Regions from separate parts of the Mus musculus genome. Here regions 2 and 3 are each linked to region 1. Evidence: chromatin contacts called from public HiChIP or PLAC-seq and Micro-C data. All regions are on one chromosome and are shown on one strand. The core of a region is the stretch at or near the end of the contact, and the rest is flanking DNA. Distances in the headings are between cores, read along the strand shown.

Region 1 (4,183 bases), core at 986-3,485:
GTCTTACTGGTGGTTTAAACAAACTAAGATGGCTCTGCTGCCCACCTACAGACACAACGTACAGGGATCTAAGGATAGCTTATTGTATGTTTCCGGTCATTTTCCTGTTCCCAGTCTTAGTTCCCTAGTGACTCCGGCCTAAAACCAAGCCAGCTCTGTCCCTCTGCTTATTCATTGTCTCCATTTTGAAGCTCTGACCCTCCACCACTATCACTATAAAAGATAAGTTCTGCTCTGTAACCTGCACGAGACATTCACCCTCTCTTGTAGCCTTACTTGACAAACGCCATAAGAAACCCAGACTAGGCTTAAATGGGTTAAAAGCCTCTCTGAGTTAAACACTGTCACACACACACACACACACACACACACACACAATGCCAGCACTCAGGAAGCAAAGGCAAGTATGTCTCTGAGTTACAGGCCAGCCTGGTCTACAAATCGAGTTTCACGGCAGCCAGGGCTGTTACACAGAGAAACGCTGTCAAAAAAACAAAAACAAAAACAAAACCCAGCAAACAACAATAACAGCAAAGGCCTGGGGTGTAGCTCCATGATAAAGCACTTTTCTAGCATTGGCAAGGCCCTGGGTTCAATTCCTAGCATTGTGAAATCAACAACAACAACAACAACAACAACAATAACAACAGAAACCAACTCTCTGATGTTTGGCTCTCTGCTATTTTGGAAGTGTGGTGATGGATAAGGGCCACCGAGAGCCAGCATGGGCTGGGACTCTGTGGGTTCCTGCTGTCAGCCCACATACTAAGTTGCCATTTACTGAGGACTTAGGCGCTTTCTCCCTCTCCTCTGAGGTTTTCCTGCCCTGCCTGTCAACCTGTACACCGAAATCTCTTGTCTTGACTCATTCTTGGTTCTCAGCCCGGAAAAAATAAATTTTTTTTTAAGTGCAAAATCTCTAACCAAGTTATTTGTCCTTGAGGTCACTTGTCATTGAGAGACAAGGTACTGTTATCAGAAGACCCTAAATGTAAGGTGGAATTTTGTTCCTCACAGGCTGCCTGATTCTGGAAAAGGTAGTGCAGCTCTCCAACCTCAGCTTCTGTCCACTGGAAATAACATCTACCTTGAAGGGCTTTTAGGAATTCATGAGCCATCATTGAATCACATTCTGGCCTACTTCCCAGAGCACAGTACAGACTCATTTAAAACACTGGCTTTCTAGCTGGGTGTGGTGGTGCAGGCTGTAATTTTAGCCCTTGGAAGGCTGAAGAAGAACGTTGTTGCAAGTTCGAGGCCAGCTGGGGATACACAGAAAGACACCCCCCCCCACCTCCCCCCTCAAGGTCTCAAACAAACGAAAATAAAATAAAATACTGGTTTTCTAAATCTACCAACCAACCAACAAGACAAAACAACAAAAGCCCTAGGATTTCAGCTATCTGACCCCACGTTTAGGGCTTTCAGGTGGCTGGGAGGGTGGGTACTTACCTTGGCCTCCTCCAGAGCAGCTGGTGACGCTGTGTTGCAGTTGGTATGGTTCACAGTGGCCATCTTCTCCTACTCTTGCAGCAGATGATGTCTTTAACTACTGTCACCTGCTTTGAACAACAACAGAAACCTAAGTCCTTAGGCAGAAGCTGGTTGGTCAGGAATTGTTTTGTCACAGCAGCAGCAGCCATTTTGTGGCCCCAGACCTGCATGGCCTTCACTTTCAAGTGAAGACTCGGAAGGCTGTTTCCATACTCTAGTCTTCACATTGCTAGCCAGCAAGGGACCAAGTGGGAGAGCAGAGGCCCTGGGCCTCTGCTCTCCTAATAAGTAAAGACAGGCTGGCAGTTAGGAGGGTAGGCCTGAGCTCTGTCACCCAGAAAGGACACTGCTTGGGGGATGCTGTGGAGAGGGTGGGTCTGTAGCTCCTGGAAGCCCCTATCTTGACCACCTTCAATCTCTCTAGGTTGGGACCTGGTCAGAGCCTATGGTTGAAGTCTTTTTGTCTACAGGGCCTGGACGGCTTCTCTCCTGTCTCAAGGAACGGGGAGCTAAAGGGAAGAAGTCTTCAAACTACATGCAGCTGACAGAAAGAAGAAGAAAAAAAATTCAATGGGAGTAAAAATGGAGTTCTTGGAGGAGGGAAAAGTCCTGGCAGGGAGATTTAACGAAGGTGGGACTGACCTATTTGCTGTCAAGGGCTTAGTGTACACCACTACCTCTGTGTGTCTTTCTGTGCGACCGCCTGTCCATGAGAGTCTCAACGCCTCTGCCCTATCTCTTGCTGCAGTAGCAGCAGCTCTGGCCAAGCCGCTAAAGCCCTAAGATGGGGGGGGGGGGAGGTGGAGGGGCGAAGAGGACAGCCTGGCAGCGCAATGGCTGCTGGGGGTTGTAGTTCTTCCACCCTAGGAAAGCTGCCCAGGATACTTTCAAGCTCCCATTACGTCAACAACCATGCCCAGGAACGCCAAAAAAAAAAAAAAAAAAAAAAAAAAAAAAAAAAAAAAAAAAAAAAACCTATTTGCCTTTGCGTGAACGTCCCGCGCTCACCGATCTCTTCTTTGATTGGGTCGCTTGTCTGCCAGTCTCCCGACTTTTGTCAACAACTAGCTGTGCGGAAGCACAACTGGACCCGCCCTGTCAGAGCTCAATTAAAGAGTTCATTGATGGCGTTAGGCTTTACCAGGGAGAAATAGAGATCCGGTCGCGGGGGCGGGGCTTGCGCGCGGAGGGATTCCCTAGCCTTGAGGAAGGCGACGAGCAGCTCGGGGGCCGCCGCCGCCGCCGCCATTTTGGGCTGGGAGGAGGCAGCGGAGGGACTCGCTGCGCAGTGAGAGCACCCCATGGGGGGTGGTCCGGGCGCGGGGAGAGGCCGGGCCGAGTGGGCTGCCTGAAGTGGCGGCGCCGGGAGACGGCGGGGAGTTGGGTCGGGGGCTGGGAAGGGTGAAGGTTGGCGTCTCCCCGGCCGAGCCCAGTCCTCAAACCGTCCCGGCAGCCTCTCCGCCTCGCCTTTGAGAGCGGCCTTTTGGGGTAATTACCGCGTATTTCCCGGGATCCCAGCAGAGGAGAGGCCAGTAAGACGGCTTCCCCTCTGCTGTGCTTCCACCGGGACGTGATCCTGAGGCCGAGGTCTGCCCAAGGCCTCTCGTCACCCCCATTCATCCCGGGTATGGCGGCCAGGCCCGGCGTAGCCGGACCCCCATCTGAAGGACGAGGTGGGCGCGACGCCAGTTGGAGACCCTGGCTCGCAGGGACGGGCCGAGGTTGCAACTCTGGCCGCATGCCCTGAGCAGTGCTAGTGAGCTGGAGGCTCCGAGGTTGCCCGGCCGGATTGCACCCGCCTCCCCACCCCCATACACCGTGTCCATCCCACTTCTCAGGGCTGCGAAAAGCAACAACCCTCTAACTTCTATAACAGCCACCAACTCCCCCTGGGACCAACTAGATCTGGGCACGTGGAAAGCTCGAGCTTAGCGCTTGGAAATTTCTGAGCTCTCTTGCCCTCAAGATTTCTCCCATCGAGCCCCGACTCTCCCAATGGCCTGACCTCGAACGTCAGCATCCGCTTTTGGAAACTCCTGAAGTGTGTCGCCCCACTTCAAAATTTCACGCCAAAGGGATGGGGTTATGCCCTTTGAAGGGTTGGGGGAAAGAAAATAATTTCAGTCACTACAGTCCAGTAATAGAAACGGAGTGGCCCATTTCGGGTACTTCAAAAACATCTGCTTGCATTTTGAAATCTGAGCCGTAACTTAGGGGCGAAGAGGCTGTGCTACAAGGGCAAAGGGAGTTAATTCCGATGTGATTTTTTTTTTTTTTTTTTTTGTAAGCCTACACCATGTCCCATTTAAAGTCTTGTTCCACAAACTAAAAAGAGTATTTTCTGTGCCACTGTCTCATTGTTACTGAAGCCATCTCTTCTGTAGATGCAGAAAGTACTTAAGTAGAAATGGCAGTTTTGATCTACTTTATGTGTTATATAGGATATAGGGGAGACCTCGAATAAACTTACAACCTAACATTATAGCACTGCCAGCATTTAAAAGGCTCTCTTACTGAACTTGTTTCTTAAAGATTTCCAGACTACACCTTCAAATGATAGCTTTGTAGTTGAGCTGTCAGTTAAAATTGTGCCCAGGTAAGGCTCTGAAGTAGGTGGTTAACTAGCCATTGATACCTGTGAGTACCTTGTAATGAATTTTACTGCTAGTTATAGATGGTCTTAACTCCT
Region 2 (4,183 bases), core at 1,247-3,746, 310 kb after region 1:
ATGTACAAACACCACACACACACACACACACACACACACACACATACGTATGTATATAGTTCAGGGTCTGGGGTATAGCTTAGTGGTAGAGAGTTGCTTAACATGCAAGGGCCCTGAATTTGATTCTCAGCACCAAGAAAGAAAGAAAAATAAAACCTGTTACAGCCCAACATGCCAACTAGACCCACGTGTGTTCCTAGTCTAGATCAAGCACAGAACTAGCCCCGCCCCCAAATCCCACCACGCCCCTTTCAGGGCACTGTTCTGCATAGCAGGTAACTTCAATTCTCACTTAGCAGCATAGACTCCTTTTGCCCGTTTTCAAACTATATATAAACGGAAACTCCTTATGAGGTTATATGATTCAGCTTGGTTTATTCTCAGTGATGTACATTCTACCATTGTATGATTATAGTAGTGTTTATCTGTTCTGTGGCTGATGGGTAATTAGAGTTTTTTTTTTTTTTCTTTTTGGCTGTTAAACTATCCCACACATATTTTGGTGAACACCTGTAGGCATTTCTGTAGAAGTTAGTCAAATGATGTCTTTTTTCTCTTAGAGGAGGGGGGCCAGAATTAAACCCAAGACCATATGCATCCTGGGTAAGAGCTCCACTGAGCTATGCCCCAGCCCCAACAGGTTTTTCTCATTCATATTCTCATGTATTTAAAAGTTCTTCACATTTGCCACTAGAAGAACTAGAGAAGTCATGTTGGGAAAGGCTGGCTGGGGAGAACTTTTGATACTCAGAGGCCAAGCCGTTTAAGGAACGGAAAAGGCTCAAGCAGCTGAGCGGGAGGGTGTAGGTTCTCAATAAACCAAATGTGGATCAGAAATGGCTATCCCATAAAACCAGAGGCTCATGGTTGGCCATGGTGTCCCTTACCTCTACTCCTAGCACTTAGGAGGTAAGAGCTGGGGAATCCCTCTGAGTTCCTGAGCAGTCTGATCTACATAACAAGCTCTAGGACAGCCAAGGTGACCCCATCTCAAAAAACAAAGAAGCAAACAAAAATAAAGGTTCAGAGCACAGCACAGTGGGGGTGGTGTCTGCCTTAGACCCCGCCTCCTGAGACAAAGGCAGGAGCATCAAGACTTCAAAGCTAGCTCTCAGCCACAGGTCGAGTCTGAGATCAGCCTGTGCTATAATGGGACTTCGTTTCATAAAAAATCAAACAAAATATCAAAAATGAAACATGAGGCTCAAAGTGAGCACATTCTTTGATTTTTAGAGAGAAGCCAAAAAAAAAAAAAAAAAAAAAGGATTTAAAAATTTGGGCACTTTCCTAAAAAAAAAAAAAAAAAAAACCACACACATCATAGCAACCAAACAAAATTTCGGAGGGTGTGGGTAGGCAATGGACCATCCCTTTTCATCCCAACCTGTGACCTAGCTTCGGGAGAAATTTGATCCACAAGTCGCCTCACTTGTTAGTGTTTAATTTCATCCCTGTCCAGGGGCAAAACTTTTAAAAAGCCTATCCATTTGTAATTCTAGAGTACAGGAATGGCCCTCCCCTCCCATCTCTTTGGTAAACTGCCTTTCACCACCCAGTCTCAATCTCGTTAAAGTATTTAGGGGAATTTCTCGTTTCTTTTTTAATAAAGATTTATTTTTTATTATTTTTAATTATGTGTCTCTGGGTCTATGTGTAGGTATGTGCACATCGATATAGGTGCCCCGAGAGAGTCGGATCCTCCAGAGGCTGGAGTTACAGGTGGTTGTGAACCACACAACGTGGGTGTAGAAGATTCTCTGCAACAGTAGTACAAACTGCATAGCCGCTGAGCCGTCTCTCCCGCTAGTTTTCCTTTTCTTAACCCGCAGTTTCGGCCAGGGGAATTCCTGTCCATGTGCATTTCAAGTCTTGTAATTGGGATCCCGCTGGGATGCAAGGAGTTAAGAGGAAATGGCCTATTAGGGTCTTACTAATCCGAGAAATCCAGGACCTCAAAACTATGCAGAACGCCTGTAAAAACCATGATTCCACCAGGCGGGGATGGTTGGCCGAGAAGCCCCGGAGGTTTTTCGAGCAACTGCAGAGCAGAGCCTAGAACGGCCATGAGCATCCCGAGATCCGCTGGACCAAGGCCCTGACCTAGCGCACGAGATAACGGTGGAGCTCTGCGGTCCGACCCTGGAAACTCAGGTGAGGCGTGTCTCCATCACGCTGTCACTGGCCGGCTCCTCCGGGGAATCACGCCACAGGAAATGAGCCCGCGGCGCTCGAAGTCAGCCGCCCACCGGGGCTCCCCGCGCAGGGGTCCTCCCGCCACCGCGCGCCCCGCCGCGTACGGGACCGCCCGGGAACGCGCGCGGCCGGTCACGGAAAGTTGGCGCCGGCGCGGGGCCGCGCGCTCCGGGCGCCCCCTCCCACTCGAGGCGCACGTGCAGCCGCGCCCCCGCTCCCAGGCCGAGACGGGACGCCCCCACCCCCACCGCGGCACGCAGTGCGCAGGCGCCTCCCCGCGGGTCCCGGCGGCGGGAGCGGGAGAGAGGGAGGCGGCGGGCGCGGCCGGAGCGGCTTCAGCCTCGGCTTGAAGGCTGAGGCGAAGGAGGCGGCGGCGGTGGCGGCGGCGGCGAGGCGGCGAAGGTGATGGCGACGCGGGGCCCATGAGGCGGCGGCCGGCGGGACGGGCCGAGGCCCGGCGGAGGAGGCGGCTTCGGGGGCGCCCACCGCCGGGTGAGCGGCGGCTTGAGGGGCCCCGGGCCGGGCGCGGCCGGGCGAACTCTGAGGCGCCTCGAAAGCGGCGGCGGCGGCGGGCCGGGTTCCTGGGGGCGGCAGGGCGGGAAGGAGCGCCCGCCGAGCCCCGAGGGGCGTCGCCACCCGCGTCCCGCCGCCGGCGCGCCCGCCCTCTTTGTCCCCAGGCGCGCGGTTCCCAAATTGGGAGGGAAACGGCTCGGGCGGGCCGGGAGCGGGCGGCGGTGCTCCCGCAACTCCTCGGGGCGGTTGGGGGACCCGGCCGGGCTGGCGCTGGGCGGGCTCGTCTTTGTCTGACGGCCTGGGCCGCTCTTCGGCGGCGTGCTGCGGGCTCCGGCGGGTCCTCTGTCCCCCTCGGAGGTTTCTTTTTCCCCCCTTTTTTACTGGAGGTTTGGTTCGAGCGCTGCGGAGCGGGAGAGGGGCTGGCGGGAGGACCCGGCCCGTCGCCTCTTGCTGGACGCCTTTTCTTTACTTGAGATGACTTTATTCTCACTTCGGAAAACTTTGGAGCTCTGCTGTGGCCTTTTTTTTTTTTTTTTTAATTGTTCTTCGTTGAGTCTCCAGATTGAAAATAGAGAGGAGGCGCTAATGCTGTGATTGGGCTGGCTGCCGCGTTTGGAGTTTCGAGTTGAAAAGATTTACATGACCCATGTTTAGAATTTGGGGTCCTCCCCCGCCGGTCCCCGCTTTGCGGATTATTTGGGATTGCTTTTCTTTTGCGAAGTGGGATGAGTTTGGTTTTTGTCATTTGAAGACATTTTCCTTTTGGTCCTCGGGGACTGGCAACGCCACAGATTTCATTGTGCTCGGGCTTTATTTTGTTCTCGTCCACACTAGGTGCAATCGAGGAACTCAAGGTAGACCAAATTCTGGATAAGTTATCTTGTATGTGTCTTAAGTCTAAAAGTTATTGCTTTTGTTGTGCACCCTTACAAGTGGATATATGTGAAAGCGCTGTACAAAAAGCCTTGTAAACGAAAGACTTTAGTTCTGTTAGGCAGAAATCATTTTGTCTGTAGTACATGAGTAACTGTAGGAAGAGGATTAATAATGTAATTTGGGGATTAATCCTTCCCCCTTGTAAACAGTTTGCAGGTATTTTTCAGAGCAAAAAATGCAAAACAAAGAGAAACAAAAAAGGCCCCACGAATTTGATTGCTTAGCTTGTAACTAAATTAATTGTGAGTTTTTGTTAAAAATTGCAGGTTTTGTTTGGGGCCAGCAGGATTTATTTGCAGCTACTTTGAGTTTCTTAAGGGCTGTGTAATGGCAGAATGAAAGGAATTAGAACAGTCTTCGGGGTAAAGGGTAAAACGATTTGTGATGCCAGATCTTCGGGTGCAGAGTAGGCAAAGGGCGTTTTGGAGAGAAAACTGGCATTATAAGTTCTGCAAATGTGTTCTGATGTGTTATGGTTCCAAAACATTGGTTTCATCCTATTAGTTCTGTTCCTTTGCTAAAGAATGGATGAGGAGGTATT
Region 3 (4,183 bases), core at 878-3,377, 260 kb before region 1:
CATATGGGGGACTAGACAGCCTACTAGTGCTCATCCTATAGAAGGCTGATTCTCCTCTCAGCAGCCATTGTAAATGAATCTGCTTGGTTGGTTGTTTCATTTGAGACAGGGTCTTACTGTTTAGCCCTGACTGATCTGGAATTCCTTATGTAGACCAGGTTAGCCTTAGGCTTACAGAGATCTGCCTGCTTCTGCCTCCTGAGTGCTGAGATTAAAGGAATGTGCCGCAATGCTCAGTGTCAATAAATTAAAATAGTAGCAGTAGTAGTAATAATTTGTGAAAGTAAAAGTTAACCAAAATTGAAAAATGTGGTTACTTCTGGGGAGGATCAAAAATAGCAAGACAAACAAACCCCGAAGTTTGTCATTTAAATCAGAGAAGTTAGTGTAAATTATAACTTGTTAATTTTTAAAATTCAACTTTCCAAACAACACCCTCTGTTCAGATTAAGTCAGAATAAAAGTGAAGTATTTATCTATAACTTAATACTTGCTTCAAACCGGTTCTTCTGCAGTTCTGTCTAGTTCTTTGCTAAACACTAAAGATTTGATACACTCATATCTATGATTGTATGATTTTCCCACCAACACCTGGTGTACATTTGGAATTGCATGCCTTATATATGTTATTGTATCAGACACAGTGGCAAGTGTTAGAGACATGAGGAGAAAAGAAAAACCAATTTCTGTCTTCAAGCAATGGCCTCTGCGGGGCATGGTGGTTCAGATAGATCTCTAGATTCAAGGCTAGCCTGGTCTACAAAGTGAATTCCAGGACAGCCAGAGCTACAGAAATCCTTTAAAGCTTTGCTCTAGGCCTAGGCTCTTAGCTAATATAATTATACATCTGTGGTCTTGACTGGTCTTTCCTCCCCACAGTGTTGGGGATCTAATGGAGGGCTGTAACTGTCAAGCATACTCTCTTGAGCCACACTTGCTGGTCCTTTCTTTGTTATTGTTCTAAAGAAATACTCTGCCTCCTTAGCTTGTCTCTGCCGAGTGCCCCCAAGCCACCATTTCAGTAGTTAAATACAAGATTGATGTTTAGTTTTAAAAACCAAAAGATACGGGACTGGAGAGATGGCTCAGCAGCTAAGAGCACAGGCTGCTCTTCCAGAGGTCCTGAGTTCAAATCCCAGCAACCACATGGTGGCTCACAACCATCTGTAATGGGATCCATTGCCCTCTTCTGGTGTGTCTGAAGACAGTGACCATGTATGTACTCACGTACGTAAAATAAATAAATAGATATTTTAAAAAGAGAGAGGGAGAGATAGGGCGCACTTGTTGCTCTTGCAGAGGATCTGGGTTTGATTTTCAGCATCTACATGGTGTGTGGCCCACAACCATCCATAACTCCAGTTTTAGGGAATTTGATACCCTCTTCTAACCTCAGACACTAGGCACACATGTGATACACATACATACATGTAGGCCAAACACTCACACATACATTAATAAATTTAATTAAAACTTTTTCTTTTAAATAAAAAATAAAAAAAAAATAGATGTACAAAACCATTTCTTCTGTATGCCGGATCTTCACTTGCCACAATAGCTAGCTTTGCAGAAGGAGTCTAGGTTACATACATAAGTGTGTGTGGTCACACACCTCAAAAAACAGGCCCTGGACTACATTCCAGGGGCTCCACATAGGACTTCCCTCTAAAGTCTGCCCTTGTGTTTAACACAACTTAGGTCATCAAGAAGAAGCTCGTGGGATCCGTGAAGGCTCTGCAGAAACAGCATGTGTCTCTGGACACAGTGGTCACCAGTGAAGATGGAGATGCCAACACCATGTGCAGTGCCCTGGAGGCTGTGTTCATCCACGGCCTGCATGCCAAGCACATCCGCGCCGAGGCTGGCGGCAAAAGGAAGAAGCACACTCACCAGAAGGCTCTGCCTCAGCCTGTCTTCTGGCCCCTTCTGAAAGCCATCACCCACAGGTGAGATCCGTCAGGGAGAGAGGAGCTTCAGCCTGGGGCGCTGGGCTCCTCTCCAGGGTGGCACAGCCAGAAGCAGTGTTGTGGTGTAGTCGCTATGCAGTGACTGTAGGGCTAGGCTTAAGGAAGGCTTGCCTCCAGACCCTGAGACACTCCTCTAGAGCCTGTGGCTTCTCCTCACCCCAGCACTAATGACCTTTAGACTCCGCTAGGCTGAGTCATGTACTTACTGCTGAGTGGTGTGGCCTGAGAAGACTAAAGTATCCCCTCTCCTTTTTTTTTTTTTTTTTCAAGACAGGGTTTCTCCTTATAGCCCTGGCTGTCCTGGAACTCACTTTGTAGATCAGGCTGGCCTGGAACTCAGAAATCCACCTGCCTCTGCTGGGATTAAAGGCGTGCGCCACCACGCCCAGCAGGAAATGTTGCTGACTTGCCTTTGAATATTCAAGTCTGTCTTCTAAATTTAAAATATATGTTTTTTAAAATTTTATATGTGTAAGTATCCCCCTACATGAGTATCTGTGCACCATGTATGTGTCTGGTGCAGGGCACACAAGCCAAAAGAGGATGCCAGACCCCTGGGAACTGGACCTACAGATGATTGAGCCAGCCACCATGTGAGCGCTGAAAATAGAACCTGGGTCCTCTGCAAAAGCAGCCAGTGCTTTTAACCAGGGAGCCATTTCTCCAGCTCCTGTATTCTGAACTTTATGTTCATGATGAGGTATGTGTGGCACTTAGCCTAGAAACCAGATATATTTCTGAATATTCACCCTAAGGCCCTGTCTTTGGCCTTGTCCTTGGCTGCTTAGACCCTATGCTGGTACCTAGCACTGCCTCCGTAAAGTGTTAAGTGCCTGAAGACACCTTGTCAGTCTTTGGTCTGCCTTCCTGTAGCTGCTGATAGTGCCCTGTCTTGGTTTTTTTAGCTCTCTTCCAAGTAACAGTGTGTTTCTTTGTTTTTAAGTTTTGTTTTAAGTTTGTGTGTATGAGTGTGTGCCTGTGTGTCTATGCCACATGCATGTGGGTGCCTATGGAGTCCAGAAGAGGTAATCAGATCCCCTGGAGCTGGAGTTATGAGTATGTGAGGCACTCAACATATGTGCTGGGACTTGAACTCAGATCCTCTGGAAGCACAGCAAGTGCTCTTAACCACTGAGCCACCGCTCCAGTCCCAGAGACTGAGTTTCTAGTTGTCTCTATATCCAGCTCAGTGGTACCCTGAGTCAGTTAGCCAGTCAGTAATACTGCCGAAGTTAAGTACAGCTTACACTGAGTCCAGAGGACTGGGGGTACACTTCTGCACAGGACACCGTGGCAGCAGAGAAGGGGACTGTGGCTGTGTCAGACCGAAGCTTTGGGAACTGAGTTTGTGCACCTAGGGTCTGAGTGTTCCCTGCAGTGCCAGCTGCTCTCGACTGAGAGCGAATCTCAGTAGTCGAATGCTTGCCTAGTGTGCACAAGCTCTGGCTTTATTCCCTAGGAACTGGGGTTGGACTCAGCCGGTATGTCCTGGGTTAGCAGATGATGTTTGGTAGCTAGAGCTCAACAGCTCAGCTTTCCTGCATTCCCGAGACATCGTCCCCAGAATTTTATGTCTGAATACGATCATGTTTTCAGTACTTTATCACTCGTTCTTGCTAAGCAGTAGCTTGAACCACATCTCTGAGATTTGAGGCAGTTTCTTGCAACACATCTGCTCTGTCCCCCTGCAGACACATTGTCTCAGATTTGGAGCACCTGGTCTTCATCAACACAGATGTAGGCCGTTGCCGAGCCTGGCTGCGGTTGGCCCTCAATGACGGTCTGATGGAGTGCTATCTGAAACTGCTCCTGCAGGAACCTGCACGGTTGTGCGAGTACTATCAGCCCACAGCCCTGCTTCGAGATGCCGAGGAGGCTGAGTTCCTCCTGAGCTTCCTGCAAGGACTAACATCCTTGTCCTTCGAACTCTCCTACAAGTCAGCCATCTTAAATGAATGGACACTCACCCCATTGTCGCTCTCTGGGCTTTGCCCCCTCTCTGAACTCGACCCTCTCACTACCTCTGGTGCAGAACTACAGCGGAAAGAGTCTCTGGATTCAATTTCCCATTCCTCGGGCTCTGAGGACATCGAAGTCCAACACTCAGGCCATAAGATCCGCAGGAACAGGAAGCTCACTGCCTCTTCCCTCAGCCTGGACACAGCCAGTTCATCCCAGCTGTCCTGCAGCCTAAATTCTGACAGCTGCCTGCTCCA

The links. A called contact is a pair of places that touch in the nucleus more often than the background predicts. HiChIP or PLAC-seq counts read pairs in DNA pulled down with a chosen protein or histone mark.
Region 2: a Micro-C map of embryonic stem cells shows a contact between it and region 1, with 4 times the contacts expected there. The contact joins the promoter of Gjc1 here to the promoter of Hexim2 in region 1. A contact is called at or near these places in 1 of 39 promoter capture datasets (neural stem cells) and 1 of 484 Hi-C or Micro-C datasets (embryonic stem cells).
Region 3: a contact with region 1 is called in an H3K4me3 HiChIP or PLAC-seq map of bone marrow-derived macrophages, with 2.9 times the contacts expected there. The contact joins the enhancer-like site here to the promoter of Hexim2 in region 1. A contact is called at or near these places in 1 of 39 promoter capture datasets (the 3T3-L1 cell line), 5 of 115 datasets of contacts at active chromatin or transcription factors (bone marrow-derived macrophages, effector CD8 T cells, embryonic stem cells and 2 more) and 3 of 9 other capture datasets (liver, macrophages and pancreatic islet).

The regions. Positions count from the first base shown.
Region 1 is chr11:103,131,411-103,135,593 of GRCm38.p6, reverse strand. Hexim2 (hexamethylene bis-acetamide inducible 2) reads right to left here and starts at 2,235. Exons shown (of 3, transcript NM_027658.2): 1 at 2,137-2,235; 2 at 1,453-1,559. The coding sequence starts at 1,515.
Region 2 is chr11:102,817,472-102,821,654 of GRCm38.p6, reverse strand. Gjc1 (gap junction protein, gamma 1) reads left to right here and starts at 2,496. Exons shown (of 3, transcript NM_001159382.1): 1 at 2,496-2,685.
Region 3 is chr11:103,394,790-103,398,972 of GRCm38.p6, reverse strand. It overlaps Plekhm1 (pleckstrin homology domain containing, family M (with RUN domain) member 1), which reads left to right. Exons shown (of 12, transcript NM_183034.2): 3 at 1,699-1,946; 4 at 3,659-4,183. Among named protein-coding and RNA genes, the nearest start is that of Plekhm1, 16 kb to the left of the region's middle. Within about 2 kb of position 2,127, at least 43 of the 459 cell types and tissues checked have an H3K27ac peak or open chromatin away from gene starts, as enhancers often do. A contact at or near this core is called in bone marrow-derived macrophages and pancreatic cancer cells, where this site is marked.